Regions from separate parts of the Mus musculus genome. Here all the other regions are linked to region 1. A link is a contact called in public promoter capture Hi-C data. All regions are on one chromosome and are shown on one strand. The core of a region is the stretch at or near the end of the contact, and the rest is flanking DNA. Distances in the headings are between cores, read along the strand shown. Region 1 holds the start of Trap1 (TNF receptor-associated protein 1). Region 2 holds the start of Alg1 (asparagine-linked glycosylation 1 (beta-1,4-mannosyltransferase)). Region 3 holds the start of Eef2kmt (eukaryotic elongation factor 2 lysine methyltransferase). Region 4 holds the start of Nagpa (N-acetylglucosamine-1-phosphodiester alpha-N-acetylglucosaminidase).

Region 1 (3,549 bases), core at 985-3,484:
TCTGTGAAAGTCCACTGAATGCAACCAGTGGGGACAGGGGGGAGGGGGGAGGCGTGACTGACAGTTCCTGTCATCTCTTGTGGGTATTTTTCCCTCTTGCTGCCAAGATTCCTTTATTATCTCAAACATTGCCCAGAACTTCTCAGTCCTTGGCACAAGTGTGGGCCACTAACAAGATAACTTTTAACTTTCCACACTCACTCCTGGAGTGAACATTGAAGGAAGTATTACAAGTTTCAATCTGAGAAGTGGAACCAGGCAGATCAAGGGTCAGATGTTAAGAGGTATCTGAAGTGGACCACTGTTAGGCAACCACTACAGTTTGTGCTAGAGTGTAAATGGCCCTTGGAATTTTGTGGGATGTCATTTCCCTTGGTAATGCATGGGTTCCAAACTGGTTTCCTGGTGGGCCACAGGTGGGCCTAGATAGAGTTGGTTTCCCTGGAATGTAAGAAGTTTATACTGGGCAGAACCTACATCCCCATTCTTAACTAAAGCCCAGATTCCCCTTCCTTTACTAAATGTCACTTCTCCTTTCTTAATATTCTCAAGCCATATCTACAGAAGAGTTCTACAGATGAGTATGTCATTTCTGGTTTGTTTGTTTGTTTGTTTGTTTGTTTGTTTTTTCCGAGACAGGGTTTCTCTGTATAGCCTTGGCTGTCCTGGAACTCACTTTGTAGACCAGGCTGGCCTCGAACTCAGAAATCTGCCTGCCTCTGCCTCCCGAGTGCTGGGATTAAAGGTGTTGCACCACCACGCCCGGCTGAGTATGTCATTTCTGACTGAAGAGATGATTCCAGAATGGAGAATTAAAAGAATGAAACCTCGAGGATTAGTATCAAGAGAAGCTATTCTGTGTGATGACTGGGACTCAGGCAGATTAGAGGAGGTAATACAGAACCTGGGGGCAGAAGCTAGAACTGTGAGGATCTAAGGGTGACCATGGAAAAAGACACTAGGGAGCAGGGGTGGGGCTGGTTGTGGAGGATGTGGGCCCAGCAGGAGCAGAACTGGCTGGGGGTTAGGGGTAGGAATTGTGAGGTGTTCAGGTGCTCTCTCCACCTTATATTGAAACATGGCCTTTTACTGAACATGGGACATCAGAATCAGATTGGTTGGCTAGCAAAACCCAAGGATTCTCTTGTTTCTGTCTCCCCAGCACTGAGATCACAGGCACACAGTGCTCTGTCAATTTCTTGGGGTTATCAGGGCAACAGGCACTTTAAATACAGAGCCTGTATTAAAGTTTGGCCTCATATCTGCCCATTCTTATCTATTTTCCATCTATAAAGTCAATGTGGGAGCAATCCTTGTCAACCTAGAACAGTAACTAAACATTCCCTATACCAAAACTTCAAGTCTATTCTGGATCCAGGAATTAACTGCTCTTGCTACTAGTGTCTGCTAACAAGCTAGATAATCGCTCTAATGTTTTAGTAAAATCTGATCATAGGAAAATGTATCTGGTGTGTGTCAGAATCAAGCGAGAACCTGTCAGAAAGGTCCTCGCTGGGCCTTACTCTGAGGTTAGGACCGGGACAAGCGACCTGCTCTGGAGGCGGCTGGAGTTTGGATTAAACTTTAGAGGGCCGGGCGTGGTGGTGCAAGCCTTTAATCCCAGCACTTGGGAGGCAGAGGCAGGTGGATTTCTGAGTTCGAGGCCAGCCTGGTCTACAAAGTGAGTTCCAGGACAGCCAGGGCTATACAGAGAAACCCTGTCTCGAAAAACAAAAACAAAAAAACAAAAAAACAAAAAAAAAAAAAAAAAAAAAAACTTTAGAGACAAGGTTTGTGGCCTGGATCCCCAAACAAGCTTCCAGTAGGGAGAAAGTCACAATAAACGGGTAAGTCCAAAGGTGTTGGTTACTGAGCTCACGTTTTGGCGAATAACAGTCAAACCTAAAATTTGTCAAAGTGTAGGTTTTGGCATTGCTGTAAGAGTTTTTCAGTGGATCCACACTCCAGCTGGGTAGTGCCATCTCGAGAATGGGATGCTCCCGCCTAGGGACCGCCAGCACCGCGGGCCGGGGACACTATAACCCTCACACGCACAATGCAAGGGATCAGCGACCTTGTCACTGAGATCCAAGGTCAAAAAGTACAGTCTTCAGGGCCCCCGCGCTGCGGTTTGCTGCGTTCCCGTTCTCGCACAGGCAACGCCTTGGACAGCCCGTCGCGCGCCATGACGTCACTGAGCCGCCCCCGCGGAAGGCCCCCTCATCACTCTGTTAGGCTGTTAGCCACACTTGGGAAAGGAAGCATGGCGTGCGAGCTGCGAGCTGTGTTGCTGTGGGGCCGCGGGCTGCAGACTGTACTGCGGGCCCCCGCGCTGGCTGGAGTTCGGCGAGGTGAGCGCGGCACGAGAGCGCAGAGGCGGCGTCTGAGGCTGTGTGCACACTCTTAGACCGGCGGGAGGCCGCACTGCGCCGGAGCTGCTAAGTGGGGCGGGGAGTAGGACCTTGTGGTCGCTTTTGGGGAGCCGAGTCACGGGCAGCCACAGCCTGCTCTCGTCAGTCCCTGGTAGTCCTGATTGCAGACGCTCCCGCGCTTGGGTTGACAAGTTCGTTGCACGCGGCTGTTCACAAGCTCAGCTCTCGCAGAAGTCAAGCCCTGGGGTAACTACGGTGAGCAAAACCAACGGTTACCCAGGACTTCAGGGAGCCAGTGAACTCCGCGTGTTTGATCCCTGGAATTGAAAGAGAAAGGAAAGGAGAGAGAATAACCTTAATCTATACTTTCCCACCCCGCACTCATGTAACAGTGAAGATGTTAGCGTTACATACACTTAAATTATACGTATTTACAGCTATTTTTACATAAAAGGGCTCAAGTCAAGAATTAACTGCGAAAGAATATTAAAGCTTCTGGCATTCATTACATTTATGTTTCGCATAAACATAGCTTCCCAATGGCTTTCCGAAGTTTTGTCGCTCTCATCCTCCACTAAATGTTCTCTTGGCCACAAATATCGTTACAGTGTTTAACAGATTTGAGTGAGCGATTGCTTAAATCTTTAGGAACATGTTTTCGGTTTCAGAATTTGCCCTTTTATTTCTGTATTAGCTAATCTGCCAAACTTCACCTCAGTTTTTTATTGGGTGTGGGGAGGGTGACAGGGTTTCACCATATATGTTCCGCCTGGCCAGGGTGGTCACAAACTCACAGAGATTCATCTGCCTCTGCTCCCCAGAGTGGTAGGATTAAAGTGTGCCACAGTGCCTGGTGCTCAAAATACTTTTGTCTGTATATGTGTCCTCTAGTAGCAAAACTGATTTACCCATAGTATCTTTTCCAACATTTGAGTATGTCTCAAACCAAAACAACAAAAAAAGAGCCCCCAAAGGCAGTTTGTGCTTGGCTTGCATAGGCCCTGAATTGGTCCCCAGTGCCACGGAGAATACTAAAAAAAAAAAGAGCTCTGTGTAGAAGACATCTCTTGTGATTTCTATCTACAGAGAAGCTGGTTTTACTTAACAGTGGATCCGTATCTTCTCTGATTTCTTGTGTATCTTTGCATCATGTTCTGCAAACACCTTCTCAACCTTG
Region 2 (3,162 bases), core at 510-3,009, 1.2 Mb before region 1:
AAGACCTCACTGAGCCACACCCACAACCCGATGTGTGCATGTTTAAAAGACCAGCAAGAGACCTGCTATGATAATGGTGATTCTCACAGAAGGAAAGAGCAGCTGGCACATACCTGGAGGAAGATGTAGGCTGCAGGGTCCATGCGCATCATCTTCCACAGCAAGTACACTGCCTGAAATACAACCTTGACTCCATACTGGAGAATTCGGGGCCCAGCTGCAAGTCAGAAAACATCTGTCTCTACAAAAGAGCTCTTGGCACTGAGAGTCCCTTCATCTTCCCAATACGCAACCATCCCTACCCCTAGTCAAGAACCTGGAGTTGACTGGTCCTACCTCCCAGGCCCCGCAGATCTGTCAACTTCACAATCCGAATCCTATCATTCTGCAAGAGTTCATCTCGAGGTTTGGAGTCTGCAAATGCAAATGAGCCCTTTCAGGTATCAGAAATAGCCAGTTACAGTCAGCTGGGTGTGTTCCTTCACATCTGTAATTCCAGTACTTGGAAGGATAAGGCAGGATAAAGTGTTCAAAGCCAGCATGTGCTACAAAGCATGCCCATCTCAAGTAAACAAGGTGGAAGGAAAATAACACCTATCAAAACCTCACAGGTCCCCAGTACCCAGAATAGAAAATGAGGTCACTTTGTGTTCTTCTATAGAATACCCTCGAAGGGCATTCATCATACCTACTTAATTTAACCTGATGACTGGCATGCAATAGGGACCCAATTTAACTGATAAAGAGTAGAACTCCTGGATGGCAGTCTGCCCTAGGATAGCACTCCACACGGGGACCAATAAGGGCTATTTCCACTTTCCCTTAGATAGAGCTGGGCCACCCCCAAGTTCGCAGATCCAATTTGAGGTGCCCAGCACGTGTTCGAGGATAGTTATGAATGTCCCCAACATGCTAGCAGATTTCATATGACTGTGTCAAAAGGTTGGATACCTGAGGGGCTACTAAAGTGCATGCCTTTAATCCCAACACTCTAAAGGCAGTAGCAAGTGGATCTCTGTGAGTTCAAGGACACTCTGGCCTACATAGTGAGATCCAAACCAGCTAGAGGCTGCATAGTAAGAGTGAACCCCTGAAAAATCATCCACGTGGACATGATGAGGGAGTGGACACCTCTGCCTACACCTTAGGGGACAAGAGAACCATCCACAGCAAGAAAAGCTCTGCGGCTGGACAAGGGATGTGAAGAAACATTCAGCCTGCCAACTCAGTGACAAAGGCAGCATGAGGAAGTGGTGACCAGCACTAAGGTCTCACACACCAGGGTTGCAGCCTGTCTGTGCACTACCTAAACAAAGCAAGTGACAGACACTTTTGCAACCGATCTATTTGTAGTCCTCACGTATGGTAAACGGCGACTGACGCCCGCTGCTCCCAGACACCAGAAAACAGCGGTCCAGACCAGAACAGGCAGGAGAGGAGCACAGCTGCTCCCGCCTCTGTCCCAAAACAGGGAGAGTCAAGGCTCCTGATTGAGCCTCCCTCTCAGGTCCCCGCCACTCACTGTAGAACCCCAGCAGCGTCACCGAAAAGCCGCTCTGGGCCAATGACAGCGCGTGGTACTGCATGCGGGGGCTGCGGCCCACGTCGCCCAGCACCACGACGACCATGTGCCGGGCCCTGCCCGTTTGCCGCCCACGCTTCCACAAGCCCAGCAGCAGCACCAGCAACAGCAGCGCCAGAACCAGCAGCGCCACGCAGGACGCTGCCATCTTGGCCGGCCGGCGCCGAGCACGTGACCGGGCCCGGAAGCCTCGCTATGCGCAAGCGCACACCCCAGACCCTGCCCAGGGGGAGGTGATTATGAAATCGCCTCTTTACGAAGGAGGAGGCGGAGCCTTGGATAAGGCGAGGTCTGGGAGAAAAGGAAAGAGAATTTGGAAGATGGGGGCGGGCTCTGAACGGGGGGGCGGGGCCTGGAAAGGGTAGGAGGCCTTTGAAGAGTTACTTAAGGAGCCCAAGAATGGACTTAGCCATGCCAAGTTCTCTGAAGTGTGTTTTCCCCTGTGAAAGTAAAGCTGTACCTTTATTGGAGTCTAAGAACTTCTTTTAAAGACCGCTAAGATAAATTTCAAACTATAATAATGATGATAATGATTACCTGCTGCTAGAGTACACTTCTCAGCTTCCCTTACGGACTGTGAAGTCATTTCTACCCCTATAGGAGGCCATATCTCATCTTCTGTGAGTATCTTAGCCATCTACACAAAAATGTACCCTCACCGTACATGAACTTGTCTCGGCTATGATCAGACCCAGCCTCTTTTATCTACTCTCTCAGTAGCTGCCTTTAATAATCTAACAAGAGAGATTAAATTTTAGATGAGAGGCTGATGAGTTTTCTTCAGGTAAAGGTGTTTGATGCTAAAGTAGGGTACCATCTCAGGAAGGAGAGAATCAACTCTCTACATCCTCTGACTTCCACGCTCCTGCTGTGACACACACAGCACCTCCCTTGTACACTAAATAAATAAAAACAATTTGGATGAATTTCCTAGTTTTGTTGAGGAAAGAGGCCATTCCCTGAGAAGTGAATGTATAAACAAGATCATGGCTACACATGGAAACCGATCTTTGTTGGTAGAAGGCAAGAGACCATAGGGCCTCTGGCTCTTTAGCAGAGGTGCCTTCCAGTGAGAAAATTTATTAAGCAAAATGTTTATCTCTTCATTTGTTAAGATGCATGCACATTGAATACAACAATTCAAATACAAAAGAGAGGAAGCAGGCATAGTATAGCCTGTAATTCTGGCACTGTGGAGGAGAAGCCAAGGTCATCCTCGACTCCATAGAGAGTTCAAGACCTGCCTGGGCAGCTTATGACAAGAACTCAAAAAAATAAGGGGCTGGATAAATGACTCAGCAGTTAAGAGCTCTTACTTGCAATCATGACAGGAGTTCAAATCCTGACACCCATGTAACAAGCTGGATGTCACCACAAAACCTATAATCTCAGCTGTGAGGGGCAGAAACAGAAAGCTCACTAAAGCTTGTTGGCTTTCAGCTTATAAGGAGAAAAAGGAGACTCAAGTTTAGGGAGAGACGAATAGACAATGGGTTATAGAGAAAGAAAGGAAGGGAAAGAAGGAAGGGAGGGAGGAAGGGAGGGAGGGAGGGAAGAAGGAAGGAAGGAAGGAAGGAAGG
Region 3 (3,349 bases), core at 742-3,241, 1.2 Mb before region 1:
CACACACACACACACACACACACAGGATCCCTCTGTGACTTGTCCCTCCTACATTCAGATCTAATTAAAATGCATGATTTTTGTTGCACTCCAAGATAAGATGGCTCTGTAGCCCACGTAGGGTCTTTTTTCAAACTGTTCTTGTCTGTGGTATCAAAAGGTTAGACCAGCTTCCACTGGCTAATACTTTAGGATACATCATGTAGTACTACTATGATGCCAACTGCTGCTCTTTTGTTCTGTAGCAGCAGTGATCAATCACTAATATGAGTGATGTACAAGTGTATCTCTCTGGTTCCCATTTCTTGTATCACCAATTGCAGGCAGGGAACTGATCAAAATGGCACAGGCAAGTGAGCGCCCCGGAGGCCACTCTAAGCCAGCCTTCCTCAGTCACCAGGTCCCATGCTCCTTGGGTGAGTGCAGCATGAGGAATATGCAATGTGAGTCACAGTAATAGTCCAGCATGGCGGCACACACCGAGAAGCCTGGGTGCTTTGGAGGCTGAGGCAGGAGCATCACTGCAAGGTTCGGGCCAAGACGGGCTACAAAGAGAATACCAACCTAGCCAGGTCTGCATAGCAAGACACTGTAAAACAAACCAATAATGCTACTTCAATAACTCAGTGGGTATAGGCACTTGCCAAATGGCTTGAGTTCAACCCACATGGTAGAAGGAAAGAACCAACTTCTTCAAGCCATCCTCTGACTTCTATTTATGTGTGGTGGATCACAAACACACACATACACAAATAATCAATGTAAAGAAATTAAAAGGCAAAATCCCACAGAAACAATCATAGTTCATTTTATTTAAATCAAGTCAGCTCAGGGAATAAAAGACCAATCCCATCTTGGTCCCCTATGCTGGCCTGGATTTTTGGAGGGTCACAGACCTGACTGTAATTAATTCCCTTCTGTTGTTCTCCAAAACAAACCTCAGGATTTCTTGTCTAAAGGAGGTAATGGGATACAATCTGTCCCCTTCATCAACATTCTGCAAGTATATTTAACAAGCTAGCTCTAGAAGCTTCCAAATGGAGATTTTGAGACATTTGCTAAACTGAACTGTTACACCTTGAATGACAGTGCACACTTGGAGGACAACAGGGGTGGCTTGCCAGTGTCCTGCCTTTCAACTCTAGGGACTTTGAACAGAATACTCTGCCACCCACTGCAGCTAACTCCCACTCTTAGTTCAGATTCTATTCCTTGCAAGATGAAACAAAACTCCTGCTGGAAGCCTCTGCAATTCTGTGCACTAATTTTCAGAGCAGATACTGTTACTGTTATATGTGTGTGTGTGTGTGAACACATATACACAAATAACGTAAAGAAATTAAAAGATGAAACCCCACAGAAACAATCTCAGTTCATTTTATTTAAATGAACCCAGTTCAGGGAATAAAGACCAACTCCTTGGTCCCCTATGCTGACCTGGCTTCGTGGATGTGTGTGTGTACACGCGCGCACTCGCGCGTGTGCGTGCGCAGGTAGGCTGAAGGATCCCAGGTATCACTTCCTAACACCCAGGTGGGGTTAGACCCCTCCAAAAATCTTCCTCGGCTACTTCGAGGGCAGACCCACCCTAGCCTCGCCCCCGGCTGATCTGAGCTCGCCCCAGACCACCCAAAGACAACCGGCTAAGAGTTGCTCAACCTCAATCTCAGCCCCACCCCCATTCCCGCTCGGGCCCACCTTCCAACCCCCAGTTCCTGCCAAGGACCGCCCTCTGAGCCCCGCCCCCAAGCCAGTCTAGGCTTCGCCTCCAAGTTGCCAGCTCCAGCTCCAGGAACTGTTTAAAACGCTCCCCAGTCAGGCCCAACCCGGCCCGGTCCGCCTCTAACCCTGCCCCACCGTACTCCCCGCCCCGCGGGCACCATCTTGCCCCGCCTCCTGGGCCGGAACATAGACTAGCCCCCGCCCACATCTTACCTCCTAGTTGCCACGCCTCCTCCGTCTCAGGCCTCGCTTCCGCCCGTTTCCAGGCAACCCTGGCCCTGCCCCGCGATGGCGCCTGAGGACCACGAGGGGGCCACGTCTCTGCTGCAGAGTTTCGAGCGCCGCTTCCTGGCGGCTCGCGCGCTGCCCTCCTTTCCCTGGCAGGTGGGCGGCGGGCGTGCGGCGGGTATCAGGGTCGAGCACCACGGGCGGCGGGGCCGGGAGTCTCGGGCCGCCTTTGCTCACCGCTGGACTGGGGGAGGCAGGCGGGCCCTTCCCCGGCAGGGTTTACAGGGTCACGAACCGGGCTGGATTATTTTAGCAACTTTTAAGCCAGTAATCGGTCATCTTGGCGACTGCAAAACAACTTTGAAAAACTAAACGTCTTCAAATGGCAAGAGCCGCGCTCTCCTGAAAAGGAGGCCAGGTCCCCATCCGAAGGGCAGGCTTCAGGCAGAACCGTCTCAGAGGGAGTTCGGACTGAAAATGGTGCTTCCCTGTGGCCTGGGGACCTGCAGCTCGGACGCGAGGATCCTTTAGAGCGTGCCTCGCTGTTAACTCTTGTGCGGTGAGCTCACCGGCATGAGTTACTATAGATTTGTATTCCTCCAGAGTCTACCCGGTTTCGTTGGGTGGTTTGGGTAGTTGTATTATTTCATCGACATAAAATATCTCTGGTCTTAACGCAAAACGAAACCCGAATAACATATAAGTCCTTATTCAATGTCAACTGTAATAATAGTTCATGTGCTGTGCTAAGTACTTGCTCAGGGTCACCCACAGTGCACAGCACTGGCGTCTGTGGTCACTCCATTTGACCAGGAGTTTAAGAAGGAAAGAATCAGAGCTCTGGCCGGGGAGGCCAGCTTCCTGCTTATAGTTCTAATTCAACCCCCTGTGTGCTGTGGGACTTTACAAGAGGCTACATCTCTGTGCCATCATTTCTAATTAATACAGTAAAGGATACAATGATAGCAGCCTCTTGCTACTAAACAGCTGGACTTCTTTTCCTTTGCCCAGCTAGAAATCATAGATAGACAAAAAGTTCTGGGAGTGCTGATCTCTGCTGACTGTGTTTTTCTGTGCCGGCTGTAGGCAGACAAGACCAGTAATTGCAGGTTTCTTGAGTGTAGGGCCCTTGGCCCTCCGGGAGTTCTTAGGACATTTTTGGCTGCGAGCTTCCCAGCAGGCCAAGGTATTGGATTTCTTCAGCCCTTGGCAGCAGCCCTTAGAAACATACAGCTCTTGTGCAGGTCTTGGAAGTGCGGATTCATTAGCTCTTGACCATGGCCAGCCTGTCTGCTTTTACAATTCTGCCGTCCACTGTTGAGCCTTGACTGGGTCTGCTTTCTCCTTGTTACCCCCGCAGCCCGCACTACTAAAGTAGGCAAGAGACTCTTCCCAGGAG
Region 4 (3,265 bases), core at 466-2,965, 1.1 Mb before region 1:
GTGTGAGCTTCTAAGAACTAGCACGCCAGCCATGCAGGCTCTCTGGAGATCTCAGAAGAATCTGGGCTCAGTCTGCTGCCTGCCTCTGAGTGGCGGTGGCTGTTGGACATCTTAGACATCACTTGGCTTGTGGCTGCCCCTCTCCAGTGGCTGCAATGCCTCCATGTGGCCCTGCCTCCCCTGTGTGTATCTGCCTCTTCTCAGTACAGCAGTCAGACTAGGTTTGCAATCCCCTGAGTTCTAGGATGACCTCATCTAAACAAATTGTGCCTAAGAAACCCAGACATACAAAGAAACCCATTCTGAGGCCTTGCAAAGACCATGAGTTTTGGGAAGGACAAGGCTCAGTACAGATGGCTGAGCCTGATCACACACAGACCCCAAGAAGCATGGCTCTGGTTTCAAGCACACACACTGCTCACTGTAGACAGAAAGGGGCTTAAACCTATTCAAATCCCTGGCACCTACTAGATTGACAATGCCCCTGAGGAGGTCAGGAACTGGACTTTGCGTTGGGCTCTGCCTTTGGGTAAGCCCTAAGAAGAGCAGCCTCTGACAGGCAGCACTGAAGCACAAGCCGTGCTTCAAGGGGACACTCGCCAGGAGGATCCCAGGCTCGGGACTTACTATAACACAGGACACTTGTCACCTGAAAGCTTGAGTCAGTCAGTTATTATGGTCTGTGTGTGAGATACAAGTGGGTGCATAGGCAGTGGTGCACACATGTAGATCAGACTTTCTACAGCCAATTCTCTTCTTCCTCCTCTCCATGGGTTCAGGGTCTTCATCTCAGGTTGCACAGCGAGTTCATTTATGTGCTGTGCCATCTCGCCAGTCGTTCCTATATCCTAGAGGAAAACTAGTTTCTTCTGGTCAAGAGGAGGAAAGAGTGGAGACCTGTCATTCTAAGATACCCAAAACAGGGCCAGGTTGGGGACCTGTGCCTTTAATCCCATCACTTGGGGATTAGGTAGAAGCAAGAGGCTCTAGACCAGTCTACACACTGAATTTCAAGCCAGCCTACCTATAAATCAGAGACCCTGCTTCAAAAATAAAATTAAACAAAAACGAAGATAAACCAAGCTACCCAAAACACAAGAGTTAATCCAGTCAGACAGGTCTAGCAAATGCTAGGATGAAAGGTGTGCACCACCACGAGTGGGCTGCAAGCCTCTCTCTCTCTCTCTCTCTCTCTCTCTCTCTCGTTTGTTTTGTTTTTCGAGACAAGGTTTCTCTGTGTAGCCCTGGCTGTCCTGGAACTCACTCTGTAGACCAGGCTGGCCTCGAGCTTCACTCTTAAAAGTTCCTCTTCCTCCTCCTCCATCTTTTCCTCCTCTTACCCCCTAGGCTCCTTTTCCTCTTCTTGTCTTTCAGATAAAGTCTCAAGTAGTCCAGACTGGTCTCAAACTAACTAACTAGCCAAGAATAGCCAACCTCTTAACTTCCGATTCTCCTGCCTCTGCTGAATGCTGGGGTTGTGGCGTGGGCCACCACTTCTGGTTTGTGCAACACAGAAGGAACTAGGGCTTTAAGCACGAGAAGCAAGTTCTGTACAGACTTACACAGGCCCAGCATCTGTTCTTGCAATTTTCTGTAAGTTTGACATAATATGAGAATAAAAAGCTATCTATCTCCCTTCCAGCCTTACCCTCTCTGATGGAATTCGAATGCGTAATCAAAGCACCCAACAGCCTGGCCTGGAATCACGTGGGGCGAGCCCACGTGACCGGAGCACCAATCCAATATGGCGGCGCCCAGGGGGCCCGGGCTGTTCCTCATACCCGCGCTGCTCGGCTTACTCGGGGTGGCGTGGTGCAGCCTAAGCTTCGGGTGAGTGCAGCCGCCGGGGCCAGCCTGGCTGGGGTCCACCTTTCCTGAGCGCTCTCAGGCACAGCCCTCCGACCTCACGATCGCCCCGTCCCTGCAGGGTTTCCCGCGACGATGACCTGCTGCTGCCTTACCCACTAGCGCGCAGACGTCCCTCGCGAGACTGCGCCCGGGTGCGCTCAGGTAGCCCAGAGCAGGAGAGCTGGCCTCCGCCACCCACGAACCCCGGCGCCAGCCACCACGCGGCCGTGCGCACCTTCGTGTCGCACTTCGAGGGGCGCGCGGTGGCCGGCCACCTGACGCGGGTCGCCGATCCCCTACGCACTTTCTCGGTGCTGGAGCCCGGAGGAGCCGGGGGCTGCGCGCAGAAGCGCCGCGCTACTGTGGAGGACACAGCCGTCCCGGCCGGTTGCCGCATCGCTCAGAACGGTGGCTTCTTCCGCATGAGCACTGGCGAGTGCTTGGGGAACGTGGTGAGCGACGGGCGGCTGGTGAGCAGCTCAGGGGGACTGCAGAACGCGCAGTTCGGTATCCGACGCGATGGAACCATAGTCACCGGGTGAGGAGGCAGGGAGCCCCGGGGCTGTAGAGGGCAAAGGGTCTCTGATGTTCTTTCAGAGCCATGCCTCCGAGTCCAGGTCCCTAACCAAACTTCCTGTCTTTCTTCTTCCGAGTAATGACGCTGACACCTTCCTTCCTTTAAGTTTATTCATGTGCCACTGAATAATCTGTGATCAGGCCGTGTGTGGGGACTTGGGGAGGCGACCGTGAGCCTGAACACAGTTTGTGCCCTAGTGAACTTTGTGTAGTATTAGAGAAACATTTCGTGTTCAACGAAGCCATGGAACCAATTGGAAATAGTGTAGAGTTTATGGAGCAGTCCCAGACAGCTAGCTGGAGGCCTTTTGCTGTCCTGATAAAAATCCAGGTTAGACAAGGAGCTTGTTGAGGGCAGCCTTTGGAAGTTTCTGTGTTTCTTGAAATTTGACAGCAGCCAGAGTTGACAGCAGGCAGGCAGGAGTAGAAGGTAGCGCCATCTGGTGTTCCAGTTCTCTTCCAAGGTTCCGTTTTTTGCCAAGGCTGGGAAGTGGGCTTTCCCCAACTCTTCTCAGCCCTTGGTTGCAATTTCTGGGCCTGCCCATGTATCTGGTTCTTCATCCTTCAACATCAGCCAGTGTCACCACTGTTGATCTTAGGTTTTCACAGATCCTAAAACTTCTGCCAGTGACCAGCGCCTGCAGTTTCTCTTCCCTGGCTCTGTCCTTCAACCTCTCTACATTCCAGCCATCTCCCTTGCTCCTCTCTTGGACTCCCTTCCAGACTTGTTGTCATGATCACTGTCTCAGTACCCCTATTGCTCCTTTACAATGGTCCACTGACCTGCTCACCTCCTACTTTTTTTTTTTAAATGTGTGTGCATCTGTGTGTGCCTGAGGGG

The links. Promoter capture Hi-C pulls out the DNA fragments that hold promoters and counts their contacts.
Region 2: a promoter capture Hi-C map of pre-B cells shows a contact between it and region 1, with 6 times the contacts expected there. The contact joins the promoter of Alg1 here to the promoter of Trap1 in region 1. A contact is called at or near these places in 1 of 39 promoter capture datasets (pre-B cells) and 1 of 9 other capture datasets (liver).
Region 3: a contact with region 1 is called in a promoter capture Hi-C map of pre-B cells, with 4 times the contacts expected there. The contact joins the promoter of Eef2kmt here to the promoter of Trap1 in region 1. A contact is called at or near these places in 2 of 39 promoter capture datasets (liver and pre-B cells) and 1 of 115 datasets of contacts at active chromatin or transcription factors (pancreatic cancer cells).
Region 4: a contact with region 1 is called in a promoter capture Hi-C map of pre-B cells, with 5 times the contacts expected there. The contact joins the promoter of Nagpa here to the promoter of Trap1 in region 1. A contact is called at or near these places in 3 of 39 promoter capture datasets (liver and pre-B cells), 2 of 115 datasets of contacts at active chromatin or transcription factors (large pre-B cells and pancreatic cancer cells) and 1 of 9 other capture datasets (liver).

Annotation. Positions count from the first base shown.
Region 1 is chr16:4,076,495-4,080,043 of GRCm38.p6, reverse strand. Trap1 (TNF receptor-associated protein 1) reads left to right here and starts at 2,234. Exons shown (of 18, transcript NM_026508.2): 1 at 2,234-2,351. The coding sequence starts at 2,264.
Region 2 is chr16:5,232,218-5,235,379 of GRCm38.p6, reverse strand. It overlaps Alg1 (asparagine-linked glycosylation 1 (beta-1,4-mannosyltransferase)), which reads right to left and starts at 1,759. Exons shown (of 13, transcript NM_145362.2): 1 at 1,523-1,759; 2 at 337-414; 3 at 114-217. The coding sequence starts at 1,730.
Region 3 is chr16:5,254,598-5,257,946 of GRCm38.p6, reverse strand. It overlaps Eef2kmt (eukaryotic elongation factor 2 lysine methyltransferase), which reads left to right and starts at 1,991. Exons shown (of 8, transcript NM_027446.2): 1 at 1,991-2,106. The coding sequence starts at 2,011. Gm15983 (a long non-coding RNA gene) reads right to left here and starts at 1,984. Exons shown (of 3, transcript XR_003951974.1): 1 at 1,936-1,984.
Region 4 is chr16:5,202,462-5,205,726 of GRCm38.p6, reverse strand. Nagpa (N-acetylglucosamine-1-phosphodiester alpha-N-acetylglucosaminidase) reads left to right here and starts at 1,715. Exons shown (of 10, transcript NM_013796.3): 1 at 1,715-1,830; 2 at 1,928-2,386. The coding sequence starts at 1,745.